Regions from separate parts of the Rattus norvegicus genome. Here region 1 is linked to region 2. A link is a contact called in public Hi-C data. All regions are on one chromosome and are shown on one strand. The core of a region is the stretch at or near the end of the contact, and the rest is flanking DNA. Distances in the headings are between cores, read along the strand shown. Region 1 overlaps LOC102552031 (a long non-coding RNA gene). Region 2 overlaps Lhpp (phospholysine phosphohistidine inorganic pyrophosphate phosphatase).

Evidence for each region. A called contact is a pair of places that touch in the nucleus more often than the background predicts.
Region 1: a contact with region 2 is called in a Hi-C map of psoas muscle, with 4 times the contacts expected there. The contact joins two enhancer-like sites. A contact is called at or near these places in 2 of 12 Hi-C or Micro-C datasets (hepatocytes and psoas muscle) and 1 of 1 datasets of contacts at active chromatin or transcription factors (oligodendrocytes).

Annotation. Positions count from the first base shown.
Region 1 is chr1:197,024,534-197,031,738 of GRCr8, forward strand. It overlaps LOC102552031 (a long non-coding RNA gene), which reads left to right. Exons shown (of 2, transcript XR_350782.5): 1 at 1-1,740; 2 at 4,573-4,949. It also overlaps a transcript of Eef1akmt2 not described here. Among named protein-coding and RNA genes, the nearest start is that of Fam53b, 6.8 kb to the left of the region's middle. Within about 2 kb of position 4,673, at least 59 of the 93 cell types and tissues checked have an H3K27ac peak or open chromatin away from gene starts, as enhancers often do.
Region 2 is chr1:196,893,039-196,899,913 of GRCr8, forward strand. The region is part of intron 6 of Lhpp (phospholysine phosphohistidine inorganic pyrophosphate phosphatase); the gene reads left to right. Among named protein-coding and RNA genes, the nearest start is that of Lhpp, 63 kb to the left of the region's middle. Within about 2 kb of position 2,348, at least 44 of the 93 cell types and tissues checked have an H3K27ac peak or open chromatin away from gene starts, as enhancers often do.

The sequences.
Region 1 (7,205 bases), core at 3,423-5,922, 130 kb after region 2:
AGAACCTCTGTCTGCCTGTCACCTCCTCTGTACATCCCTCCACGTGGCACCACCCTCCTTCTGCCAGGGACTTCACAAACCAAACCAAACCAAACTAACCAACCAACCAACAGACTAAGCAAACAAACAAACAAAAACCCTCACCTGATCCTCTTGAAACATGGGGGGCATACAAGCAAGCTATGGAGTCTGAGGCCCACAGAAAGTAGCAGACAAATCAGGCCTAACTAGGAAGCGGTATAGTAACTAGAACCTTACAACTGAGAAAGTCACATGGCTGCTAGAGGGACTTCATGGAGACACAATTCCCAGGGCCCAGTCCCTAGAACTATGCCAGAGAGACCACCCCGAATTCTCTACTACAGCTTTTCAAGACACAGAATCACAGACAAACACCCTACTCACTGGTTCCAAGAGACAGCCCTCCCCGCATTCACCCAGAAGATGGCAAGCAGAACCTGGACATTAGCTTTCACCTCTAAACATGCAAAAAGACTATTGACAGTCAGCCTGTAAAGCCTCCCTGTGATTCCAGGCCCTTGGCCAGTGTGAACGCCAGAGCAAGCCAGGTCTCCTCCAGCTGGGCTTTTTGTCTGGTAGGGCACTTTGTGCTTCAGCTTGGGAGGGAAGGTGGCCTCCATATGACAAGGTGAATGTAGCCGACAGAAGGAACCTACCACATGGATACTCAAGGCCCCTCCTGGCAAGAGTGCACACTGCTTTTAGCAAAAAGTCTGTTTTCTTAGCACTGATGGAGGAGGTTCAGCACGGTGGAAGGGCTGAGATCAAACTCCCAACCACCTTCTCAAGAGGGCAAGAGATTCCTCTAAGCAATACCATGGGGCCAGTACGCTGAGCAACAAGTTAACCAACGAGTGAAGTAAGCAGCCCACCTCCGGCTGGACGCTCAGCAAGACCCAGGCAATGTCTGCAGGATAAATACAGGAAAACCTGCCTTGGAGAATTCACCCTCTCCCTGCCTTGTACTAGGCCCAAACTAACCTCATTTACTACCACAGAGACTTGGGGGTTTTGAGACCAACATCTTTTTCATGGAGCACATCTTGCCCTGGCTCCTGGCCATCACCATTTCAGTGAGGGTCACTACAGTACTGGCTGAGCACACTGATCTGATCCACCATACACCTTTCAGTTGAGGTAAGTATGCGCCTGCAGAGGCAGAAAATGGCTCTGTCACCTCCCAAGAGCAGGTGAATGAGTGTGCACTGATTGGTTGAAGAACTCTGATTGGCAGTGATTTGGTCGGCTTCTGAAGCTGGGACGAGATCGGGAGGAGAGATGGGTCACAGCGGAAGGGTGAAGACTCAGGAGTCATGGCCCTCTCAGGAGTCACCTTACGTCCAGAGTGCTGTATCTCTTTTCCTTTAAGTCTGAACTGGGAGGTCAGAGAAGCTCCCTCTTCAAGGCCACTGGCCAACTCTATGCACTGTAATCCTATTAATAGCTTTGAGCTACAAGGTAAAATCAGGTCTGACCCTCATTTTCATAGAAAGATTACTGGGCTGTGCCCTGGACCTAAACTTCATTCTGCCTACCCAGAAAGTCCAGAGGAAGCCTGCTTGAGAGAACTATTCTGAAAACAGCGTGGGCAGCCTTCTGCCCTCTCCAACTCTGAGGAAGGTAGCTCAGAGATTTTAAGAACCCTGAGCAGCAACTGGGTGGCCACAACAGAAACAGGAACTACCTGGGTGACGTCCACAGTGGGCACCTCGCCCAGAGGTGAGTACCTTTCAGATTCTTCTTCACAGAGACTGAAGCAGCAGTGGAAAATTCCAAAGGCTTTGCTCCACTCCTGCACAAGAAGGCCCCTAATCCCCTGCTAAAGAGCCCAAAGTATGGTAGGGTCTGCCCTGTTCCTCAGTCTCGAATGTCTAACAGAATCAACTCAGGAACATTTTCTAATGAAATACCAGTGCTTCAGTCCTTTCCCCATCCTCCAATCCCAGCCATGTTTGGAAGTCTTGACGTAATCAGGCAACTTGATTTTTTTTTTTTTTTTTTTTTTTTTTTTGGAAACCTCTATGTTAAGTAACTCACAGTCATGCATGAGGGCAACTGCCCTGCCTGCCATCTAGAAATTCAGCACACAGGGATCTAACACCAGCTCTACACACACACACACACACACACACCACACACACACACACACACACACACACACACACACACCTCTCTCTCTCTCTCTCTCTCTCTCTCTCTCTCTCTCTCTCTCTCAAGAAAAGTGGGAGACCTGGGCAGGGAGGCCTTGCTGAAGCCCACTCCCGCACAGCATACCCACACACTGGGACTAGCCTGTACTTAACCATCTGTCTGGGGATAAGGAGTCTTGGCCAGCCCTGGCAGGGGCAGACCAGTTGCCCTGTGCTGGAAGATGTGTAACTGTGTTCTCTGATTACTTCAGACATGTAAACAAAATATGATACTTGCATGAACCTGGGATGGCAAGCACCACAGCATAATTCACTTTGAGACATCTGAATTACAAATGCAAAAAATAAAAAAGCCAGATTTAAAAAAAAAAAAAAGCTCACATGCCTTTGGAAACCCTTTTAACAATCTCTTGAGTGGAAAACATGGGATCTGAATAAACGGGGAGGCTGGAGCTGCCAAATTTACTTCCTGTTTCCCCCAGAAGGTCACTGGGAATAATTACATTTTCTTGTGAATCTGTCTTTTGTAAAGTTCAAGCAAAACATCTCTGTCTCCCCAGCTAAGGCCCTGCCTTTGGGCCTGCAGAAGATAGAACTCAAGTGTTCAATTAAAGAAAAAAAAGGAGGTGGGGGGAGAGGGATGGGCACAGGAAAGGGAGAAGCGTAGAGAAGGGCAGTTAAAATTTGTAAGTTTTGCTGTTGTGCTAACAAGACTAAACAAAATTTATGCTTTGAGATAAAACAGAGCCTAGTGCCTCTAGCTTGTGACACTCAAGACTGATAGCAGGGTGGAGAGAAAGCGGGCTTCTCAGCCAGCCAGACTCAGCAGCTGCTGTGGGCTTCTTTGCCTTCCAGCTGTGTGGCCTTGGACCAGGTATCTGGTTTCTCAGAGCCTCAGTTTCCTCTGTGGAAGCGTGGGCTGGCTGTGCTGGAGGAGGCTGGGCTCAGGAGTGCCTTCCACACCCCATGGGCCCTGTGGTCTGGCTGAGTGAGAGTCTCACATCAGCCTGCATCTATTGCGCTACAGCCTTGGGGACAGCATTATACCAGCACCGAAGAGAATCTGCTTCTTTGTATAGTGCAAGGAGGGAAGTTGCAAGAGGAAGAGTCAAATGTCGGCCTGCCACCCATCCTGGGGTCAAACGGGCTGTTTACCAACACGATTTGCTGTCACTCACCTACGAGGGATACAGTGGAAAAAGCCTCCCCTAGAGACTCATGAATGCCTCTGAGATTTGCTTTTAATTCCATGATGTCCTAGCAAGATCTGGCCACGCTGCTCCCATCCCCCAAGCAAAAGGCAGCTTCCCCTCCAGCCCCCACAGCAGGAGAGAGAGACCGGTTAAAAGAGTGGGGGTGCCTGTCACACTTCTCTGTAACCCCTGACGTGATGTGAAAGTCTACAAGGTAGACCCTTTGAAATGCAAAATCTTCCCAAGTCCTTCAAATGTGTTTTTATTTTCTCGGGTTCCTAAGGCAGCTTGCAGACCCACCCATCAGCACTTTCCCTCTCAATCAATTGGCGTTTAACAACGATGGGGGAGGTGGGGGGAGGACGACCAAGGACATCTCTATTTTTTTTTTTTTTTTTTTTTTTTGCTTTTTCAGAAAAGCTCAAGTGTTTCCATTCACTTAGGGGTAGGGGAACAACTTTGTCCTTGGCTCCAGCTTCCCAGCACCCCCTCCAAAACACCCTGAAGCCAAATCTCTCCCATTTTATTTGCAAAGCATTAATTTCTGCTCAGAACCTCAGAACATTTTCATAGACAAGAATACAGATTCCCTCTGACCCAGGTTCCTTAAGATTAAGACAGACATCATCAAAACCATAACCCCAAATGTACAAAGGCCAAACCCTCATGCAAAACCACGTGCACTAGAGGTCTGTATTAAGTCAACCCAGTTACCTTCAAAACAATGTTGTTTGGCAAGGAAAATTACTTCACCATATGAAGAACCCTAGGGAATGGAAACTGCTTTTGAATATAGACTTTTCAGTGGCATGGTCATTAATCATGTTAATGTAAACTGTACTAAAACAAAAATTTTCTAAGCAAGTCTCAGGGCACATCAGCATATCTAAGCCTCTGGGTTTGTTTCCAAAGTTCACAATCCCAGTAAGCAATGAAGCTACTGTTAATGGGGTCAGCTATTACTAAGCAGCCTCCAACCCTGGAGAATAATAAAGGTGATTGGAGTGTATAGAAAAAAAATCTTCATAAAGTCAGACAGGAAACAAACAGAAATTAATGAGAGGAGACTATGCGGCACCGATGCGTTTTGGGAAAGGGTGTTCATTGAACAAGTATGAACACCAGCTTCCAAGGGACGATGTTTAAGAAGGAGAGCACTCAGCATTTCTGGCAGTACCCAAGTCCCGGGGCTGTTCTCTGTTTCACAGCGTGAAGGGCAGTGCAGCAGCTGGACGAAGAGAGAAGAGGAGGAACGGAGCCCAGCAGAGCTGAGCAGAGCTGAGCCCAGCCAGATCCAGCCATGTGCTTCGTGTTGGCAACAAACCGGCTCTTTGGAGAGAGGAGGAGTCTGACAAAAAGGACAGCTGCAGCACAGCACAAGCAGAGAGGCAATATGCTTGAGAAAGCCCTGAGATTGGGGTTATCCCCATAAGTTAAAACAAAAAACAAACCACCTTTGGGGTTTGCAGAACTACTTAGTCTATTAACACCCCCTCCCCTCATTGCGGGATCAATTAAACAGTCTGTCCACATCTGGTTTCCATCTAAAACCAAAACTTGTACTATCAGCATATTATATAACAAATTATGCCTGCAGGTTTCTTTTATTACACATCAGAGAGGTGTGCACAGTGGTAGTGGTTGTGCTGACCTGAGTGTTTATTTCAGTGCCCCCCCCCCTTTTCTGGGCACAAACAAGTTTTCCAGACTGTGCATGATTTAACCCTAGAAAGTCTCATGCCTGAATGACACATCAGCTGGGACAGAGGACACAGCCCTCAACCCTCAGTGCCAGCTGAAGAGGAGTGGCTGAGAAGGGTGTGCATTTTAAAGAGTTCTGCAGGTACCAGATTGCTCCACAGTGTCCCCTGCTGACAGTATTTAAACATAGCTCCCTTGTGACGGGGGAGGAGAGCTGGCTTTTGCTGAGCTCCCACCATGGGTCAAACACCAGCTCAAGGAACTCTCTTAAAACAAACCAGTTTCTACAGAACTACAGGATGGGGATGCTAGAGGGTACCAACTAATAAGAGCAAAGGAGAGATTAGGAGTGAGGGACAGAGGAAGAGAGGGAGGGGGAGAGCGGACAGTTGGGGAAGAGAGAGAAGGAAATAGGAGGGAGAGAGGGAGAGAGAGGGAAGGAGAGAGAGGGAGGACGAGAGAGGGAGAGCACAAAGGAGCACCCAGTAAGGGCTTCCTGTAAATTGTCAGTTAAGTGTCTCCTCTATGGGCCCTCAAGTATCTATCTTAAACTTTTTCCATAACATATACCTACTACACTGAAAATAAAGGGGAGATGGGGATTTGAATCTTTATCAATCAAGATAGTGAACTTATCCTGCCTTGAACAACCTTAAGTCCTGTCTGCAGCAACACAGACAGCTTTTCCAGAATGCTTGCTTTGATGTTAAAATCAATGCACATCACACTCTTCTAAGGGGGGTAGGGGGCAGCAAGTCCTTGAGCAGAGCTATTTTGAACGGGTCTCAAGAGCATCATGTTCCCTATGTGGACATTTGGGAGAAAACCATAGGCATTCCCCAAGCCTCTTCTTGACTAGCACAGCATCCAGAAACTGGCTGGCACACCCCTGGGTCTACAACTACAGTCACTAACCTTGTGACTCAAACCTTCTTTCTCTAAAGGGGGCCTATCACCTGGAACAAGTTTTCTGCTAATCTAGCCCACAGCCAAGGGGGGAGGGGGAATCTACAGACCTTCAACTCACCGTCAGAACTGTGACTACGATAAGTCCCTGCTAAGTGGACAAATTAAAATGAAACCAAAACTTGGCCCAGTCAGGATCCTGAGTTTCACGGGTGGGCAAACTCCATTCTTTCCCGGGGCCCCAAGTGAAGTCACATCATTCTAAATGAGAGTCTAGGATTCAGCAAGGAGGGATTCCCACTTTCAGGCAGGCGTGGAGACTGCTGGGAATACATATGCTAGCATGTCATTTGGAGGCCTGCTAATATGTTGAAGGAGCACAAGACATTTGCCTGGCTTCCTGGGCCAATAAACAATGTCATTCCAACTCTTGAAGCAGTCAACAGAAAACAGTCCCTTTTCTTCACCGTCCAATAATTCAACAAACATTTGTTCCTGTTGAACCACCACCAGCCTAGCTCCATCTGCACCAACTCCTGCGAGACAAGTACCGAGGCAGCAGAGGCGGCACAAATGGGGCCAGGACCTGAATGCAACTCAGGACGGGGACCACTTTCCCAACACCAGAGTCCTGATTCTACCGTATGGAAAACTCAGGAGTGTGGCCTATAGGAGGCAGAATCCCATTCACCAAATGCTGCAAAGAGCTTTTCTTTGTTCGCCATGGTACTAAGTACAGTACGTGTTAATGAACCCGGCGGTCAGAAGGAGCAAGCTTGGCATCAGGGGGCGTCCGAAGGGAGGGTCCAGAGCAAGCCTGCCCACGCAATTCCAGGCTCTTGTCCCACACTCCCCAAGCACTGTTCCCTCAGTCTGGGGGTGAAAGAGGAGCTTGTGTATGTGTCGGGGGTGGAGGGGAGTACGGGGGGTATCGAGAAAACATTTGAGCCAACTCGAATCACCCTCTTCGGATTCTTGGGTTTTCAAGTCTCTTTCGTCCCGGTTCCACCAAGAGAAACCCCTAACAGGGAACCTGACTCCCACTGGCTCTCTAATCAAGGATTGGCAGAAAGAAAAAAAATGTGCCTAGGCTAGTATCCTGTGACGGACGGCCCTCTTCGCCATGTGCATAAACCACGCCGGCACAGGCGACCCCCCACTCCTCAAGCCCTGGCCGCGACCACACCGCCTGCTTCCCCTCCCTAGGCAGAGCGCCCTCTCACCCCCATCGACA
Region 2 (6,875 bases), core at 1,098-3,597:
GCTGAGCACCATGTCAACCTAGTTAAGGCTGACAACAAGAAACCGGGGGAATGGGCCTCGGTGAAACGGAGCCAAAGGAGAAATCTTGTAAAGCGGTTGTTTGCAATTGAGCCGTGGTTAAGGACTGTGGCAGAGACGCTCAGGCTAAGATGTCAGCAAAGAGAACTTCAAATGCAAGAAAGGAGCAAACAAAACACATGACTCAAAAAACAAAACAAAGCAAAAAACACACATAGGGGCTGGAGAGATGGCTCAGTGGTTAGGAGCACTGACTGTTCTTCCAGAGGTCCTGAGTTCAAATCCCAGAATCCACATGGTGGCTCACAACCATCTATAATGGGATCCGATGGCCTCCTCTCGTGACAGCAACAGTGTACTCATATGCATAAAATAAATAAATATAAATCTTGAAAAGAAGACCAACTATGTAAACAAAGACACCACGTGGAGAGCCCTGGCGATGATGGAGGTCAGCATGTTGACTTTGCCAGCAACATGCTGCTGTTAGCGGGGATTGAGTAACAGATTTCTTACAACTCCGGGTGAATTGACACATATCTTGGGAAGTTTACTGATAGTATATCAAGAAAGAAAGGAACCTTTGCTTGTAGCGTACTAAAGAGAAGGCTTCAGTAACCCAAGGTAGATGCTAACGATAGGCCTTGAACACATGCTAAGTTGGGGAGGGAGTCTCAGAGGTGCAGAGGTAGGGGCTTGGAGTCAGCTGTCTGTCTGGACATGGATGTTGGCGTCCTTCATACGGACATTTATGGAGTATCTGCTGGGAGTGAATGCTGGACACCAGCCCTGCTTCCCCAGTGGGAGGTGGATTAGTACAGGTGATTCTGGACTGGGAGCTATGCCCAGCACTGTGGAATCATGGAGAGTTTTTTTTCCTGTTTCCAGAGTTTGGTAGAGCTACATTATTGTTTATTAAGGAAAAGGTTGGGTATTGGGAAAGGAAGCCACCTGGCCATTCTCAGAGGACCGCTCGGGTGCACAGTGGCCTGGGAAGCCATTTGGCAGGTGCTCTGGGCTGGAAGGCCTGACCTGCCTGCCAGGCTGTGGGAGAACTCGTGACTGGTGCACTGCTGGGCTCTGCCCTGACTCCCCTGACACACCCTGTTCCAGCCTGTCCTCCCATCAGGCACCAGACCAGAGAACACTTGAGCCAGGCCACAGCTGTCATAGGAGACAGTGCTGGTCCCACACAGTGCCGTCACCCTGCAGTCTGACTTGTGCCCTCCTCCACACGTCTCTAGTACCCTGCACTGCTCTCCATGAGCATCAGGTGAGACCAACCTGAGGCTGTGAAGAGACTTTGTCCGTGCAGCCCTTGCTCTCCACAGCCTGTAGCCTGCTGAGAAACTGTGTAGGTGGGGAGTTTCCAGGTTTGCAGTACCTTTTGGCTACACTGGAGGGTTTTGTTTGCCTGCCTGCTTGTTCTGTATCTGCCTGCAGAAGTGAGAGCCATCCTCCCTTGTGGGAGTCTATAAAAGAATGAAGAACCTTGGGTCAGTGAGATGGCTTATTCAGTAAAGGAGATTGCTGCCAAGCCTGACAACCTGAGTTATAGATCCCAGGACCTACATGGTAGAAAGAGAGAACCATTTTCTTTTTTAAAAGCTGTCCTCTGACCTCCACACAGACCCTTGGCATGGGCTCTATGACATATGTACTGCCCAATAAATTAAAAAAAAAACCTTAGGTATTTATTAAATTAAAATGTAATTGCATCATTTTCTCCTCTTTTCTTCCTCTACCCGCTGTTGTGTCCACCCCACCCTTTATACTCTCTCAAATTCATGACCTCTTTTTCTTAAAAAAGAAAGAAGAAAATGTTTTAACAAAAAGTACAGGCACCCTGGGACTCTATGTGCAAGCTGTAATCTCCCCAAATATAACCGCCAGCATGTCTCTCTCTGCTGCAGGTTTCATTTAGGGTTATGGCTTGGTTCGGGGTACTAGTTTAAATCTGTACCTAGATATGCAGCCCATCACTCTGAACGTGTGAGCTTTGGGGACTGAGGATACAGCATTGCCAGGTTTGCTGATGGGAATCTGTATGGAGGAGGCTGTGTGGGCTGCATGGCAACCTCAGCAGTAACAAGGAAGCAAGAAGGGAGGGAGCCGGCGAGAGGTCGGTGGGCACACCCAGGCTGAAGCATCCCCTTCATTGTCTCAGTAGGCCACCGAGACCTTGCCCGAAGGTCAGGAGACAGCTAAGGAGGAAGGCAAACAGCCAGTCCTGCTGACTCCTGGCTGCATGGGCTGGTTCCAAGAGTGAAGGAGAGAAACCCTTCTGCCTTCAGAAGCCAAGGCAACAAAGCTGAGGGCGACCTCTGCTGTCCTCAGAGGGCCCGGTTACCAGGCTCCGAGGCCCATCCTGTCCCTGGGTGGCCTGGAGCTCCAGCCTTGGCAGCTGTGCAGTGTTTGTTGTGGGTAGTTACCATGCCACCCTCTGGTATCTCAGTGAAAGAGGCCCAAGGACAGGTGTGGCTGAGCACAGAGATTCCCAGTCTGCCCTGGCCCCAGACGCACCTTCTCCTCTTACCCCAAGGGGACAGATCCTCGAGATGACTACCATGTTGAATACTCTCTAGTTCTTGGCACCTTCTCTATGCCAGCAGTCTGGTTAGAGTGGCCGGGTCCCAGAAGCAACTTACACTCAGTAGGGCTTACACTCAGTAGGGCTTACACTCAGTAGGGCTTATCCGTGCCTCCCGGGGGACAAGCCACTTTCTTGTCTCCCAGAGGCCATTAAGCTGGAGACCAGGGAGGTCATTCCTGCTCTGCTTGCCCTCCCTGGTGATCTAAACAGTGTGGATGACTGTTGTGGGTCTGAGGGTACTGGAAGCAGCTTGGTGGTACTGTCCTTCCTCCTGGTTCCTCAGAGTCATGGTTCATTCCCACCTTGGAACATCCACCATGGAAACGTTTATACCATGAAAACCAGCCAGTGTGTCAAAGCAGGGGTCCCATCCTCAGGAACAATATACAGCTGCTTAGTCCTGTCTTCTGTGCAGGGTTGATAGGATGCCCTCAGAGCTCAATTGTGTGAGGTGGGCAGTTGCTCCTCACTTGTATGAAGGAGGCAGTCTGGTGAGCAGCTATGAAGAGGTCTGCCAGTCTAAGTTCATCGTCACCATACTGACCCTTTCCACTGTCTTTCCCCATACTGGTCAGGAGCAGGGTCCTGCTTCTCACGTCAGGGCTCCATTCTTCACTGTAGGCACAGGCCTAGAGAAGGGTACCCCAGTAGGCACAGGCCTAGAGAAGGGTACCCTAATAGGCACAGGCCTAGAGAAGCGTGCCCCAGTAGGCACAGGCCTAGAGAAGTGTGCCCCAGTAGGCACAGGCCTAGAGAAGGGTACCCTAATAGGCACAGGCCTAGAGAAGGGTACCCTAATAGGCACAGGCCTAGAGAAGTGTGCCCCAGTAGGCACAGGCCTAGAGAAGGGTACCCCAGTAGGCACAGGGCTAGAGAAGGGTACCCCAGTAGGCACAGGCCTAGAGAAGGGTACCCTAATAGGCACAGGCCTAGAGAAGTGTGCCCCAGTAGGCACAGGCCTAGAGAAGTGTGCCCCAGTAGGCATCCAGAGCCTGCATCCATCCGGCTCCCCTTCAGATGGCGCCAGCCAGGTGTCGGAAACCCCAGCCCCAAGCAAAGCTCTCTGTCATTGTCCTTGTGACCCAGGCTCCTGCCAAGAGCAGCGGCACATTCTGGTGATCCCAGCTCTGAAGATGTAGAACTGAGAAGTTCCCTGGGATTTGCCAGCAAGTCTTGCCAATTGGTGAGTTCCAGGTTCAGTGAGAGACTCTGTCTCAGAACGTGAGGTGGAGGAGCAATTGACTGATCACCAGCGTCTGGAACACCCTGTGGCGGGTCGGCCTGATGCTGCTTGATTGTGATGATATTGGTTTCTCAGGATGTGGTTGCCACTGACAACCAGATCCTCATGAGCACAGAGTGTTGCCATATGAACCCTCTCAGCAATTTAACTGGAAGGTGAGAGCCTGTGATTGGGCAGTGGAGGGAGAGAAGGTGGGACTGCAAGTTCAAGTGAGGGGGTTGCAAGGAGAGGAAAAGGAAAGGAAGACAGAGGGGAGGAAACTGACGTGGACCAGGACCACATGACCAGGAGAAACAGCAAGTAACAAGGGGCTTATAGCTTGGGTGTGAGTTAGCATAGCTCGACACCAGCCTAATCTAGGCTTATAGCTTATAAATAAAATACCCGGATGGTATGTCTTTTCTATGGACTTGTTAGGATTATAAATTCCTATCCCCACCATACGTGGAACTATTGGATACATTGACAGAGCAGCGGCACACGGCTCACCGAGCAGCCTTGTCATGTTCTTGTAGTGTACTTAGGAACCTGTTCTCTCCTAGGCAGCAGTCACTGGGTGGCCACACTGTGAGTTCCTGAGTGCTGGGATCCCAGCTGTGCTCTGTCATGCTCTTTATTACTTTGTATTACTATTGTTGTTGTTGTTGTTTTTAGACAAGTTCTCACTATGCAGAACTTTCTAGGTAGTATCCTAGAAACTCACTATATACACCGGGCTGGTCTCCAACACAGAGATCCACCTGCCTCTGCCCCCCCAAGTGCTGGGACTCAAGGTGTGCAATGCTGTGCCTAGCAATAACTTTGGATTTATAGAAGGTTCCCAAAATAGCCATTGATCCTGTCACGTCTCTTCCTAATTTCCTGCTCACATCTGGTTCATGTTTCCCATCCAGGGAGCTGACATCCTTTGCTTGGGCCTCACTGCAGACTTTTTGCATATTTTGATTACTTGTCAGGAATGAATTCCCTGAAGTGTGCTTGCCGGGCCACTGGAGACAGATGCACTGCTCAATTCTTGATTTTCTATTAAGAAAGGGAGGGTTGTGTCATTCGACAGAGTGAACAAGGGTCATGTGGCTCCCTCATTCACTGGCCTCTGCATTGTTGGCAAGCTCAATTAGAACGCTGGGATCCAGACCACTGGGACAACCCTCCTCCCCTCTTTTGCCTCATATAGTCCAGGCTAGCCTTGAAATTCTGATCCTCCTCCCTCTGCCTCCCAACTTCTGAAATAATAGCATTGTGTCCAGTTTTTGTGGAGCCCCGGGCTTTGAGCTTGTTAGACATATACCCTTGTCAGCTGAGCTACGTTTGTAGCTCCCAGAACCCCCCCTTTTTTTTTTAGATTTGGAAAGTGAGACTGGCATTTCCGGAAGCTATCCCTGACCCAGGAGATTCTTCTCTTCAAACAGCTACTTCCCTGACCTGAGAATCTGACAGGTTCTGGTTTATGTGCCATACCTCGGAAACACAGAGACCTTCTCTCATAACCTCTGGGTATACTGACCTCCTGAAGCCACCATACTGCCCTGGCAGCTGTCATTGATGGTCATGGCAGCCTCAGGCCTGAACCCAGTGTAGTGGCATGTAGGCATCCAAGACCCAGTGCCGGTGCCCCTTTCTCTTCCATCAACACTCAACAGTGCGCGTTGTCTGTGTGTACTAGTAAGAAACCAGAAAGACAGGCGGATGAGACCCGCCTGCCAAAATATCTGATGCCACACAGAGCAGGAAGCCATGTTTGACACATGGCTCTCAGCACGCAGTCTTGGCAGACAAGCAAGAGCATCAGGGGAGTAAGCTTGCTGGGCAGAACATGCCAGCATCAGGTCCCCAGATAAGTGCAGGCTCATGCACTGCCTGGGTTGTTCCCCAGAGGGATACCATCCACCCAGCCTGCTTGAATCCCCAACCTCCCTCCACTGCCTAGCCATGCTGTGTTTCTGTCTGTGGCTTCTGCCTCCACACCACAGAGCCCTTTGGAATCTAAACAGAAATAAAATAGGTCTGTAACCTTTAAAAACACCTGCCTGAGACCAAATATCTAGCCATTACAAATAGAGGCAATCAGGACGTTTGCCATAAAGAACACTAGAAGATATACCTGGGCCAAGTGATGGGAATCAGCGTCCCATACTCGAGATGAGTTGAAGAGGGGGGACTTGACCTCATGTCAGTGTCCCTCCCGTGATACTGTTGCAGTCCAGCACAGCACATGTAGAGGTACCCAAACACACTGGGCATGCGTGTCAGCACAAATGTGGGGAAAATGGTTGAGGTAAACATGCCCTCCTCTCTGTAGGCATCGTTTATCTCCTCGGAATGCATCAGCTCCTGACCTTCTAGACCAGTAGCTCTCAACCCTTTTGAAGGTCAAACAACCATGTCACAGGGGTCACTTGGAGCCAGCGGCATCCCTGAGCCACTCAGATGCAGGTCCAGTTGCTCTGCTCCGTGGCCAGAAGTCACTGTACATTTGAATGCATGAGGAGATTTGTGCATAAGAAATGCTGAGACCAACGGCTGGGCGGCTGGGCGGGTGGTGGTGTCTTACACCTTTGATCCCAGAAGTAGGAAGGCAGAGGTAGATGGGTCTCTGTGAGTTTTGAGGCCAGCCTGGTCTACAGAGCGAATTCCAGGACAGCCAGCACTACACAGAGAAACTGTCTCAAAACAAAACAAAAAGAATTTGCTGAGGACGGAAAGAACACCTCAGCCTCACAAGCCCGATGACCCAAAAATTCACACAAAGAAATGACATGCCATCTTTAATCCCAGCATTCCTATAGTGAGATGGGAGGTAGAGATAGGAGGATCAGCCCGAAGCTTGGGAACAGGGAGCCTGGGGTAGGAAGAGCAAAAACAAGAGCGACCTTGACTGAGAAACAGGGTGAAAGGGAAAAAAGGGCGGAAGGAAGGAAGCAAGACTGTAACCTGCGTGCGGAAGTAAGCAGGGCAGGGAGACTGTGGACAGCAGATGCTTAGGCTGACCAAGGACAGTGGCTGTGCTATGCTGCACAC